4 separate regions of the Mus musculus genome follow, and all the other regions are linked to region 4. A link is a contact called in public promoter capture Hi-C data. All regions are on one chromosome and are shown on one strand. The core of a region is the stretch at or near the end of the contact, and the rest is flanking DNA. Distances in the headings are between cores, read along the strand shown.

Evidence for each region. Promoter capture Hi-C pulls out the DNA fragments that hold promoters and counts their contacts. Capture Hi-C pulls out chosen DNA fragments and counts their contacts.
Region 1: a contact with region 4 is called in a promoter capture Hi-C map of pre-B cells, with 4 times the contacts expected there. The contact joins the promoter of Gadd45gip1 here to the promoter of Scoc in region 4. A contact is called at or near these places in 1 of 39 promoter capture datasets (pre-B cells) and 1 of 9 other capture datasets (liver).
Region 2: a promoter capture Hi-C map of liver shows a contact between it and region 4, with 3 times the contacts expected there. The contact joins the promoter of Vps35 here to the promoter of Scoc in region 4. A contact is called at or near these places in 1 of 39 promoter capture datasets (pre-B cells) and 1 of 9 other capture datasets (liver).
Region 3: a promoter capture Hi-C map of pre-B cells shows a contact between it and region 4, with 4 times the contacts expected there. The contact joins the promoter of Trir here to the promoter of Scoc in region 4.

Annotation. Positions count from the first base shown.
Region 1 is chr8:84,830,147-84,833,556 of GRCm38.p6, reverse strand. Gadd45gip1 (growth arrest and DNA-damage-inducible, gamma interacting protein 1) reads right to left here and starts at 1,275. Exons shown (of 2, transcript NM_183358.4): 1 at 917-1,275. The coding sequence starts at 1,266. It also overlaps a transcript of Dand5 not described here.
Region 2 is chr8:85,298,123-85,301,422 of GRCm38.p6, reverse strand. It overlaps Vps35 (VPS35 retromer complex component), which reads left to right and starts at 1,906. Exons shown (of 17, transcript NM_022997.5): 1 at 1,906-1,968. The coding sequence starts at 1,966. Orc6 (origin recognition complex, subunit 6) reads right to left here and starts at 1,791. Exons shown (of 7, transcript NM_019716.2): 1 at 1,431-1,791; 2 at 185-314. The coding sequence starts at 1,495.
Region 3 is chr8:85,025,196-85,028,536 of GRCm38.p6, reverse strand. It overlaps Trir (telomerase RNA component interacting RNase), which reads right to left and starts at 1,704. Exons shown (of 3, transcript NM_026760.3): 1 at 1,303-1,704. The coding sequence starts at 1,638. Get3 (guided entry of tail-anchored proteins factor 3, ATPase) reads left to right here and starts at 3,250. Exons shown (of 7, transcript NM_019652.2): 1 at 3,250-3,341. The coding sequence starts at 3,272.
Region 4 is chr8:83,440,933-83,444,142 of GRCm38.p6, reverse strand. It overlaps Scoc (short coiled-coil protein), which reads left to right and starts at 1,481. Exons shown (of 4, transcript NM_019708.4): 1 at 1,481-1,721.

The DNA.
Region 1 (3,410 bases), core at 26-2,525, 1.4 Mb before region 4:
GACAGGGTCTCACTACATAGACTAGGCTGGCTGGCCTCAAAACTCGGTGATCTAACCTGCCTGTCTCCAGAAGGCTGGGATTAAAGGTGTGCTCCACCAAGACCAGATTATTTGTGATAAAAGGTTTCACCTGGGCTGTTCTCTAATTGAGAATCATCATTCCCACTTCTCAACCTCAGGGCCTTTGCAACAGTTGCTCCCTCTACTGGGAACTCATGCCTTGAGATTTTTCCAGTAACAGTATCTGGTTATATGGGGATTTGCTTAAACATCACAAGAGCTAGCATGCACTTTTAACTGTGTTTGTCTTCCTTGGGGGGGGGGGGTTCCTCAGTCATCATCCGAATCCTCTGTCTGCTTTGTTCCCTGGTGTGTGGGTCCTTATATCCTTGCAGAGTAACTAGGGAAGTATATAGAGTTGAGGCTGGGACTGGTACAGGCCTGTAATAGCAGATATTCAGAAGGTAAAGACAGATGGATCCTAGATTCGAGGCCAGCCTGGGCAATAAAATGAGTTCTGGTTAATTGAGTCCTTGCTATTTAGAATAAAAGGGCAGGCTACTGATAAAGGAAGAGGACAAGTAAAAACAAACATTAAAACTGCAGTTGAGGCCGGGGGTGGTGGTGCACGCCTTTAATCCCAGCACTTGGGAGGCAGAGGCAGGCGGATTTCTGAGTTCGAGACCAGAGTGAGTTCCAGGATAGCCAGGGCTACACAGAAGAACCCTGTCTCGAAAAACCAAAAGAAAAAAAAAAAAACAAAAAACCAAAAACTGCAGTTGAATGACTACAAGGATGTCTGCTTTGCAGCAAAGTTAACATGTAATGTTTAAGCCCACGCCACAAGGGATCCGCGTGCCTACTACGGATGATTCCTGGTTTCGGGGCCCTGGGGTACGTGCCCCATCACACCCACCTGGCTTGGCGCCTTGCCTCCAAGGCCTGCTGCTGCAAGCGCAGCGACTCTTGCATGGTCGCTAAGCTCGGGTACCATTCTTGCTCCTCGGCCTCCAACTCGCGCAGCTGCTCTGGGGTGGGCCACAGGGAGGCCGGGGGCACCCCGGAGATGGCGCCATGTCGTCCGAACTGCTTGGCCACATAGCGGGGCGTTAGCTGCCATCGCGGGGTCAGCAGGTTCTCCGGGTCTGGCGAGTGGGGCCCGGGACGGCGGCGCGGGGGCGGGGGCGCACGGTAGCTGCGGGACCTGGGACCCAGAGCCACAGAGAGCCGCAGGAGATAGCCACTCCGCATTGCGAGCGCCGCCATCTTGGCTGTGGGTCCTCGCGGCAGCGGGGCTGGCTACGGCGCTGCCTGCGCGGCGGAAACACCGGGGGCCTCCGGCCGGGGAGCGGAGGAGCGCCGCGCTGCTTTAGTCCGTACGGCGCAGGTGAACGTTTAATGCGGGTGGGGCGGGGGGAGCAATTGTTTGTTAAGAGAATATTGTATGGCTGGTGGCTTACCTCTTTAATTCCAGCAATCAGGAGGCAGAGGCAGGAGGATCTCTATGAGTTCCAGGGCTGCCAAGACTACGTGTATCAAAAAAGAAAAAAAGAAAGGATTTCTGCAGTTTATTTATTGGGGGACGAAAGTGTTGAAGTGTTGGTGATTAAGTGGAGGTCAGAGGACAGCTTGGGGAAGTCGGTTTTCTCCTTCCACCAAGCAAGAGTTGTGGGAATAGAACTAAAATCATCTTGCCTGGTGGCAAATGCCTTTACCCTCCGAGCCTTCTTCCCGGCCATCATTTGGGATTTTGAAATAGGATATCATCCTGTAGCCAGGTCATCTTGGAACTTCTTGGCATAATTCAGGATGGCATCGATTTCTAAATCAGTCTCGCCTGTGCTAGGATGACCGGTAATGAGCCTGTTTAAAATAAGACTTAAAAGTGGCGTGCGTTGGCCGGGCGGTAGGGGCGCATGCCTTTAATTTCATAACTTGGAGGTAGAGACAGGCGGATCTTTGTGAGTTCAAGGTCAGCCTGGTGTACAGAGTGACTTCCAGAACAGCCAGGGCTGTTAAACAGAGAAACAACAACAACAAAAAGAAGAAAAGAAAAAAACTGGTGTGCCAGTATTATTTAAATTACTGTATTTGACATTTTGATTTTTAATTTTGAAATATTAATGCTTTAAATATGTCTGCTTTATTGTATATTTTATTTCCCTTCACATCTGTGCTTTTAAATTTCTCTAATATATTAAATATTTCTACTTTAATATTTAGGCTTATGTTACCTTTTAAATCTTTAAAAAGATTTAGTGTGTGTGTGTGTGCGCCTCATGTGTGGGTGCCAGTGGAAGCCAATGGAACCCTCTCAGACTGGCCTTACAAGCAATTGTCAAGGGACTTGAATACAAGAAACCAAATTCTTCAAGTCTTCTGGAAGACAGGAAATATTTTAAACTTTTCAGCCATTTCTCCAGCTCCATGGATTCTAACTTGTTTGGTCGTGTGTGTTTGTGTGTGTGTGTTGGTGTTGTTTGGTTTTTTTGAGTCTTGTTATGTAGTGCCAGCTGGCTGGCCTGGAATTCACTGTGGAACTTACAGGGTTCTGCCTCTGCCTTCCCAGTGCTGAAATTAAAGATCTGAGACCATCATGTGCAGTTTACCTTTTTTTTTTTTTTTTTTTTTTTTTTTTTTTTTGGTTTTTCGAGACAGTGTTTTTCTGTGTAGCCCTGGCTGTCTTGGAACTCACTTTGTAGACCAGGCTGGCCTCGAACTCAGAAATCTGTCTGCCTCTGCCTCCCAAGTGCTGGGATTAAAGGCGTGCGCCACCACTGCCTTCCCTTTTATCTTAAGCATTTATGATCCACTTTATGGCATTTGGTTATGTGACTCAGTTGATGGTATGCTTGCCTAGTAGGCATAGAGCCCTGAGTTTCATCTCCTGCATGGCATAAACTAAACATGGTAGTGCATATCTATAATCCTGACACTGGAGAGATGGAGGCAAGAGGATCAGAATTTCATGGTGGCACCTTTAATCCCAGGACTCAGGAGGTGGAGGTAGAGGATCTCTATAAATTGGAAGCTAATCTAGTCTACAGAGCTAGTTCTAGGACAGTCAGTGTGATACAAAGAAATCCTGTCTCAACCAAAATAAAATGGAGAGAGAGAGACAGAGAGAGCCCGTGCGAGAGAACTCAGGGTAGGGGCTGCATAGCTCTGTACTTCTCATCTTTCCCTTCCATTTTGCTGAGATGGTCTATGTATCCAGCCTAGGTGTGAGCTCCCGTTCCTATCTCTGTCTCTGAGTTGCTACCATTACAGGCAGTCTTCACTGCAGCCAGCAAGATCTTCCTGAGGAGTGAGGTTCTTTGTTGTGTTGCTTTTGGGATTTTGAGATAGGCTCATGTATCTCAGATTGGTTTCAGGTTTGCTCTGTATCCAGGCTGGTCTTAAACTCTTGG
Region 2 (3,300 bases), core at 657-3,156, 1.9 Mb before region 4:
TGGTGACTCACAACCAAACATAATGAGATCTGACGCCCTCTTCTGGAGTGTCTGAGGACAGCTACAGTGTACTTACATATAACCGTAATAATAAAAAAGAAACGGAGCCGCCAACAAGAAGATTAAAACAAAGAAACCTCAGGGTCACATCAGATCACTCAAATGTCCTTTGGAGCCAACTTACTCTATCCAAGGGGCACTTCCTACAGGAAGCTGCAAGGTCCAGGCATATGACAGCATTGCTGGTTTCTGAGCTACGTGCAGACAGACTGACACACTTCACCTTAGACAGCCGCAGGAACTCCTCTGCTTTCCTGGTTATAAAGGCAGTATGGTCACTAAAACTGCTGCAGAACTTTGTCAACACTTAGGCAAAGAACTGAATTCAGCATGGTGGACTTGCACACCACCTAACTACTGTGCAAGTTCATTTGGGGCCTAGAAAGCACATCCTTTGGAGAGGTGGAAGTTCTTTACATAGAACCAAAATGACTCCAGACTTAGCTGTGTCCAAGCGTGTTCCTTGGACATTACCTTTCCTTCTTACATTATTTCAACAAGTATAAAGAATTGGTTCAGGCAGATTAGAGTAAATTAAATCCCTTTCTCTTCCTTAATGACTGATTGGGTCTCAGTTTCGGCGGCTTGTGAAAATAGTTCTGGGTCCCATTGTATTTCCGGTCAGTAGCCCTGGGAATAGACCTACGAACTTTCTACACACTTGCCTGCTGTAGCTTTATTTCCTAAGACAGATCCTACAATGACCCTCCTAATCTCAAGGGCTTCGGAAAATGGAAGCTATTTGGGCCACTCTTACCATATTTTCCCATGCGTGCCACTATTTAATAAATCAGCCCCAACGCCACTGGGCCCTTTCTGGAATTTTTTTTTTTCGATTTTTCGATACAGGGTTTCTCTGTATAGCTCTGGCTGTCCTGGAACTCACTTTGTAGACCAGGCTCGCCTCGAACTTAGAAATCCGCCTGCCTCTGCCTCCCAAGTGCTGGGATTAAAGGCGTGCGCCACCACGCCCGGCCTTTTCTGGAATTCTTACGCCCTGCTCATCACTTCAGCTCTTCACTCTGTACCATAATCTACCTTTCTCTTGCCATCTATAGTGATTTGCACAGGGTCTGCCCTGCAAGGCTGGCTTATCAAGATTATCGAGTCTGAAGGAATGACAAGAGGTCCTCCCCGGCTTTTCCGACCACAGTGTATCCAACAGAGCTAGAGTGCTTCAAGGACGACTATATACGTCCTCTCAAACCATCTTCTACAAGCCAACAACAGTTTTTCTTGATGTTGGGCCCGAGTCTCGCCCAGACCAGTGTGCGGTCATTCCCTCATCGCCAGTCCCTCATCCGACGCTGCCTTGGGAGGACCCAGGGCCGCAGTCTGGGACGTCTACCCGCACACACGGCCACACTCACCTCAGTACACTCGGCTCCGCAAGGCCGAGACGCGGGGCGAGGCGGCGTACCAGCTCCGACTCCATCGCTGGAAGAAATGCGCGCCAAGAGCAATGCGCGCGCAGATTGTCAGAGGGTTAAGACCCACCCCCGGCGCGTCCAGATTGGTTGCGACCAGAGGTTGAGACCGTTCCACACACCAATCCTGGTCATCCTTCTACGCATGTGCACACGATGAGGCGCGGGCCCAGGCGAAGTGGACGCGCAGAAGGTTCTCTCGCTGCCCTTCCTCGGCCGCGGATCTCCTTAACTAAGGCTTCCCTTCCTGCTGTCCCTAGTTCGCCGCAGCGTTGTACTATTCTCGCCCCGCCCCGTCCACTATACACCGCCGGCTGCCCATTCTCCCCAAACTACGCGAGATTTTAAGTGGGCCAATCGAAAAGCCGCTTCTATCCAAGGGCGGGGCTAGAGAGGGCGGGGCTCGCAAGGCTCGGTCACCTGACGGCGGGCGGCTCCGGCGGGGTAGGCGCTGCTGCTTGTGGTCCCCGGAGTCGCCATGGTGAGTGAGGGGAAGCGGTGGGCCTGGGTTGCCGAGTCGCAGTCCACGTTTTCCTTCGGCGGACAGGAGCCTTGCTGGCGGAGTAGGAGGCCCTGCATTTCGATCGAGGCCGGTCCGGTCCAGGCTGGGCCTGCGGGCTTGGCACGGGCTGAGGAAGGCCGCGTTAGGCTGCGGTGGGCTGCGGTGGGCGGTGGCGCAGAATTTGGTCGTTACCCCGAGACCAGGAGCCTCCCTTAGGGGTGTCGCGGGCTGCAGGTTCTGGGTGTCGGTGGAGGCCTGCGTCAGACTCTTGTACGGAACGGCCACCTTCCCTCTGAGAGTCGGACTCCCGGGTCTGTGCGGAGTTGGGACAGTGAGGAGCCCCCGAGCTTCTGAGCTGGCGCCGTAGCTGGGTCGCGCCCAGATGGTGCATTTCCAGCTTTGTACTCAGCTGTCCTCGGGGGTCCCATTGCCTTTTCTCTGCTGGAAATATCCTTGGGGGGGGGGCGCAGTGGTCTCCCGGCCTTCCGTGGCCGCAGAGCCCCCTTCATCTTGCAGCGCCTGTCAGCGAATTCTAGGGACCTGCTCACGTGAGTTTCCCGAAGGACTCCTGCTTTCTTTTCATTGAGCCCAACCATCAGATAGGAGACAGGTCTCCGTTTCGCATTTGCTCTCTGAGGATTCTAACTCACTTGCTGGAAGCAGTCATTCAAAGGTTTCTCCGCGACGATAGCATGTCGTGATGCTTTGTGGCACTAGCCTTATAAACAGGAACTTCCGCAAAATTCGGATCCTGTTTTCCACAGGGCAAGTTGTCACTTGCGTTATACGAGCATTTGCTGTAGTATGAACAGGTAGTGGTTTTGGATGTGCTATGCTTATGTCCTTTTTTTTTAATTTCAATATTCATTCTTTGTATTGATAATTCTATGTGCCACTGCACATACTTCACTTTAAGTGTGTTAATAGGAAAAACCAGCATTAAATCTTTTTGTTGATTTTTTTTTTCCTTTTTTTTGGAATGGACCTTTATGATGATCTTGCTAGACTCCGATCAGCTTGGTATTTATGTCATCTTTGGTTCTGGCTGGCTGAGTTCTGAGCGTTTGTTCCCGTAATTTGATAAATATTTGATGTATATTTAATATAATATATTGCCTTACAAGATGTTTTCCCCCCTCGGAACTTTGTACAATTGAGATTTGGCACATGACTGGTGTGAAGTTTAACTTTTTTGTTTTTCAACACTTACTGGTTGACATAGTGTTTTATAATACAAAGCATTTGAGGATACACTATAAATTATATTTATGTGCCTGGGGAACCAGATTGGACCAGTTTTCCCTGTGAATT
Region 3 (3,341 bases), core at 455-2,954, 1.6 Mb before region 4:
GACACACACACACACACACACACACACACACACACACACACACACACACTGTGTTGTTTTTAGAAACAATGTAACCTTTGTTCAGACTCTGCAATCCTCCTGCCTCAAGCACCACAGTGCTAGGATTCCATGTATGTGCCACTTTGGAGGCTCACACACACCCCCTTTTAAGACCTAAACAAACTTAAGCCTTACCCCAAACCACAGAACTGGATCCAAGATTTGACCCACAGTCTGTTATTCTCAAACCAACATTTCTTCCTCCCCACTACAAGGTCTCAACATCAGAGACAAAGCAAGCTCAAAACTAACAGAGTATATGTCCAACTTATTTAACCCGAGGCTCCTCAACATGACACTTGACATTTTCAGCTAGATCATTCTTTGTTATCCCTTGCGTTATAGGATACAGAAGAGCATCCCTGCTATCTACCTATAGATGTCACTAGCATCTCCTCTTAAGAGTTTGACAACCAAAATGTCTACAGACTTTACCAAATACATGAGGATGAAGAGACTTGCTCCCAGTAGAGAACCACTGGTCTTGTTCTTTAAGAGTCTGTTCTGACTTTCCTAGGACCACTTCATGAAATACATCAAAATCTCAATTATTAGAACTACAGAAAATCAGGATAGGCCACCCACACTCCAAACAAACAACGTTCTTTTCTGTCAAAGACACCACCAATAAATACTCAGCACAAGATAAGGTGCTAAATAAATGGACATTAGTTAAATAATAAAGAAAGGAATCGATTGATCTTGCTAAGGCCACAAAGTCGGTGATTTGCTTTTTGTTATTGGTTGGTTGGTTTTGTTTAGTTGGGACAAGGTCTCACTTTTTCGAATTCTCCTCTTCTTGCATCCGGAGTGCTTGTAATACAAGGCGTGTACCACCACGCCCGGCTACGGTCCGTGGTCCGAGTCGAGTCTAACGATTACAGCAGACTCGGGATTTAAATGTGTCTCCTCTTTTTCCCCCACATTATATGTGGGCCTCACTATTCAAAGTCTGGGTACAAATCAAACGGGAATCCTAGCATCTAGGGCCCCCTAACCCCAGAGCGCTGCTTCCAATGCAATTTCCCGGTTCTCAGGTCCCACGAATGAGATCTAAGGATTCCCATTCCCGCCCAGAAACACCTCTGGTCCGGAATCCAGGCTCGAGATTCTCAGCAAGCGACCGGGACCGTCCAGGCAGCCGGGCGGAGGACTGCCTTGGACCATGACGCCCCTTCCCGGGCCCGACTCCCCCAGCCAACGCGGGCCCCGGCGCCCGCCCCCACCCCCGCGGCTCCTTACGAAGCTGAGCGTGGGGCCTGGGCCGCCCTTCCTCTTCGGATTCCCTGGGCCCGCCGCGGCGGAGGCCGGTGGATCGGGTCGCTGCGGGCCCGGGGGTGGCTCCTCCTGCCGCTGCCGCTGCTCCTCCTCCATCTTCCGCTTGAACAGCTCCAGGAAGCTGCCATCGTTGGCAAACAAGTTCACACCGCTGGACACCGGACTCGAGCCCGACACCTCGTCGTCCCCACTCTCGGGTGACGTTCCCGGTCCCGACTCAGCCCATCGGCTCCTGCCGCTGCCCGCCGGGCCGGGCGCCTCCCGACCCGGAGGCTCCGCCCGTCTCCCTCGGGCAGCCATTTTGTGGCCAGATGCCGTGCAAAGGACGTCGGGAAAGGCTCTCAGACCGCGCGCTTGGCGCGGGACTGGCTTCGTCTGGAGCAATGCATGCTGGGAAGAGAGGTCGGAACCCAGAAGCCAACGCAGAGTGGGCGGAGCTTAGGTGGGGCCAAAGGGTTCTGACCTGGCCACCAGGCGATGGAGCCCAGAAGCCGGTCCCTTTCCTTCTGGTCCTCGGTTCCCTAATCCTGCTAGATACGAGTTAGCTAAGCAGCCAGAAGCTCCCCGAGAATGGGACCATCGTTTGGGACCCAGGCCCCCTGTAAGGGCTAAGAGAACAATCCCAGGCAGCCACCAGAACTCTGTAACTGAACGGATCTTGTTTGGAGCCTGTGTTTTCAATTGTCCCTTGGGAACTTGTGTGGCCCCTAACTAGGTCTACAAAGCATATCTAACTTGATACCTCCTATTAGAATGGAAGCATCTCCAGGTTTGACATCTGTCTCTGAAGTTAATCTCTTAGCTTGAAATAAAAATACCGCTGGCAGCGGGGCGTGGTGGCGCACGCCTTTAATCCCAGCACTCAGGAGGCAGAGGCAGGCGGATTTCTGAGTTCGAGGCCAGCCTGGTCTACAAAGTGAGTTCCAGGACAGCCAGGGCTACACAAAGAAACCCTGTCTCGAAAAACCAAAAAGAAAGAAAGAAAGAAAGAAAACCGCTGGCTGCGTGCAGCTAGACACTGCCTGAGATTAGTATTTAAAGAGGCTGGAGCACTAAAATGAAGCCGAACGTATTTCCAGGCTGAGAACCTAAGACTTAATGTTTTGAGCTGCGTACTGCATGAAGGGACTAAGGACCCTTGTATTCTTTCCCAAGGACAGGGACTCGATTAAAATTGCATTTGCTGAACTTGGAGCACACCCAGAGAGAAAGCAGAGTGCCAAGCGCAATAAGAGTTTCAGAAATTAAAGTTCTTTCTACAAGGACGACTTGTTGCAGGAATCATTCCTGCCCAACATGGGAGTTCCGGGAACACAGGGGGAAAGTCTGCATACTCTGCAGCAAATGGAGTCTTTTAATCGACCCTCAGCCAAATAACCAGTTCGTTCGTAATTGGTTTGCGACAGAAACCATGTGGCTCACAACCAACTGGGTAACTGGAGGACCGGAAGAGATGTTGAGGTCCAACACAGAAAGTAAGGGGGAAATGATAATCAGGAAACTGAGCCTATGGAATCAAGAGCTACCTCTGCTCTAACTTCACGCAAAAAGCTTGGCCAGGATGTTTGCCTGGTTGCTAAGGAGAGGTTGACGCCTGCAGGGACTTGAGCGTGACTAGTGGAAGTAAGACAAGATTCATCCAATGAAAAGAGTGCCGCAAGACTCAGGGCCCAATCAGTGAAGAGCAGTAGTCTGGGTCATACCAATATGTCCGCGAGACAGGGGAATCCTTAGAAAACTACAGACAAAAGTTCACAAAGGTGAGCCCTTGACTCATAAAATGGTGAAAAGATAGCGCTCATTATCTCCAAATGTCAATGCAGGAGTAAAATAAGTCAGACTTCCAGCCTGTACAGGGCTGTGGCAGACTCATTTCCCCTGTACGTATTTAGCACGTGGTGCGCCCCGATTAATCACGTGAGCCGGGTCCAAGATGGCGGCGGGGGTGGCCGGGTGGGGGGTTGAAGCAGAAGAGTTCGAGGATGCACCTGATGTGGAGCCGC
Region 4 (3,210 bases), core at 232-2,731:
TACACATACATATAATTAAAAAAAAAAGAAGGGGTTGGAGAGATAGTTCAGCAGTTAAGAGCACTGGCAGCTTTTCCAGAGGATCCAGGTTCAATTTCCAGCGCCTACATACATGGCAGCTCACAATGTCTGTAACTCCAGTTCCAGGAGATCCAACACTCTTTTCTGGCGTCCTCAGGCACCAGGTACCCAAGTGTTTCAGAGAAATAAATGCAAGTAAAATATACATACAATAAAAAATTAAAACCAAAAACAAATTTTCAGGCCCATTTCTATGACTGGCCCATGTGCATTTGAAAAGAAAGTGTGTTCTTCACTATCTTGGAAAATCCCATCCTTCTTTGAATGTTGCCCATATTCATTCTATTTTGTTGGCACTCCTCTTAGCGTTACCTGGGGTTTCCCTCTCTTCCCATATTCTCCTTCCTTCAAATCCTGAATTGTAGTCCAAGCCTAATACTTTCGTCTCAAACACTAAATGGTAGGTACTTTATTTATAAAGGATTACGGTCACGTGTTAGCAAATCCTGCTTGATTGGTTTAAGATACCCGGGAGTTGTAGAAATGGCTCAGAAGTTAACAGTACTTATTGCTCTTTCACGGGAAGCTGAGTTGAGTTCTCATCATCCTCACCAAATGGTTCACAGCCACCTGTAACCCCAATCCCAGGGGTCTGATTCCCTCTTCTGGCATCTGCAGGCACCTTGCACAGGCACAAGCAAGTACATACACACCGCTACATATTCATGCAATTAAAAATAGAACCTTATATAAGAAAGAAAAGCCAAGAAGAAAGTATTTGTAAGCTGGCCTCTACAGCTCAGAGGTTTTGATAAAGTCAAAGCAAGAATGCTTTGCAGGTAAGAATATACTGTGGTCACTGACCGCTAACAGCAAGATACTTGTTTCAAAGGTTAGGTTATAATGAAGTGTCACGAAAATCACCTAGCAACCCAAAGTCTGGCATTGTACATGTACACTTGAATAAGAAACACAATTTTAATTAAGCCTTGGGTTTTCTGAGACTGAGATCAGGAGACTGCTGATCTAAGGAATCATGACGTGGTCGGGTGAACGGAAGTTTAAAAATTGTCCTGAATATGGGGTACGAAGAGAAACATCCATTAATGGTATATGCTTTGTGCGTTATCTAATTTTAGAAGTGGGGAAAAAGGAAACCGTGCTTTTAGAATCGAGGGGGGAGGGCGCTGCACTGTTCTGCTCACTCTGTTCTTGAATGTGAACGAAATATCTCTCTCCTAGAGTCTGGTCACGGCAATTTCCAGAAATTCTGTCTCTGTTTCCCTCCCTCTCTCCCCGTCTCTCTTTTTTTAACCTAGAGTGACTTTCCACCCCACTTTCCAGGTTCCTGGCGAGACAAAAGATGCTCAGCGAGGACCGCTTTCTTAGGCGCATCTTCTCTTCTGCGCCGTGATTGGTCGCTGCTTTTTTAGGACACGCCCAAAAATCCTGATTGGTCGTCAATGCCCTTTTGTTAGGGCAAAGGTGGACCCCGGTGCTCTGCCACAGGCCTGTCGAGGCGTCCAGCAGCCAGTGCGCAGGCGTGCAATTTCCAGTTAGGATTGGTGGGAGGACGCCTCCTCGCTCGGCGCACGCTCCGTGGGCGGGAAGGGCGGGGCTGACGCTGTCAGTTGGTCGGAGAGCCGCGCGGCCTGAGGCTTCCTACCCATCCCGCCTCTTCCCGGCGCTTCAGACGCAAGGTGAGGCGGCTCGGGGCGGCGAGGGCTGGGCCTGGGAGACCGCCGAGGCCCTGTGGGGCGGGGCGGGATGGAACGGGAACCCGGGCGGCGGCCTGGGTGCTGGATTGCGGCGCCGCGAGGCCCGACATCCCGCCGAGCGCTGCGCAGCCACCTTCCCGGCCCCACGCCGCGGGCTCAGTGGGAAGAGCCCGGCGGTGCGGGACCGGGACGCCGTGGGGGTGCGATGGGACCGGGTAGTAGGAGAAGACGCTCTGCTGCCCGAGCTACCTTCCAGTTCGCCGCAATTCTTCTGCTTCAGCCTCTCGAGTGCTAGGATTGCTTTGCAGGCGTGGTGGCCCGTGCATGTCTGGGGTGGGACGTCTTTGCTAGAACCTGGGTTTGTTTCTTTGTCAGCTTTTCTCAGGCGTCCTGCGGAACAAATATTGAGGAGTAAGGTTTGGGAAGGAGAAATCATAGTTTCCCGAAAAGCCAAGGTTTCTGTTACACCACCAGAGACAGACGTCGCAATAGCCAGAAGGACAGAGGTCCCCAAACCGTTATCCGTTTCTGCGACTCAAAGCTGTGCGTAGGAATCCTAGTGTCTGTATGCTCCAATGATTAAACTGGATGCAGCTAGCTCCCCGGGGATCTAACTTAAGTTTGATCCTTATTGACGATGTAGTTCCTCGATTTCCATCGATTTTGAAAGCCCTAAAATGTCAAAGCAGAACATGAACAGATTAGAAACATCACACTGGAGTGGATGCAGATGAAATTTTATATTTGTTTTGTTTGTGGAAACGCCAAAGGAGTTGAGTTTTTCAAACTCAGTTTAGGACCTTAATAATATCTTGGCTATGAAACATGAGGCAAGGCCTCTAGCCTTTATAAGGCTTAGTATCCACATCTGTGAATTGCATTTTCTTTCTGTTGTGATAAAACTATATATGTAAAGTGTTCAGTGCATTCCTGTAGTGCATTGGACTTTTAAATTTAAAAAACTATTGCTGGTGAGTGGATGATGGATGGAAAACATTAATTGCAGGTTCAAGAGAAGTCTGGTGGTTGAGTTTGAAAGGATATTAGGGAAATGTCAAACTCATATCTGAGATGTTAAGGCCAGCCGAGGTGGAATGATGGGAAAAGCAGAGTGGACATTGACTATATCCTTGATTCTGGATGGACTACTGTGATGTGAATTAAGCCACTCTCAGATTAGGCCAGGAGTTCTAATATGAGGCCTTTGGCCACATGATTTTTCTAAAGTTTCTTCTGTGGTCAAAACAAGAGAGTAGAGATGAGAAGGTCTGTTAACATCTGTTGAATACTTACTAAGTACACAAACACATAGCTGGATGTATTAAATTCCCAGAACAAACCCATAAGATGCAGTTATTAGGCCCATTTTATGGATGAGGATGCTGAGGCTGAGATTTTTTTAATTATATATTTTCTTTTTTTATATTTCAAATGTTATCCCCTTTCCTAGTTTTCCCTCCGAAGATCTCCT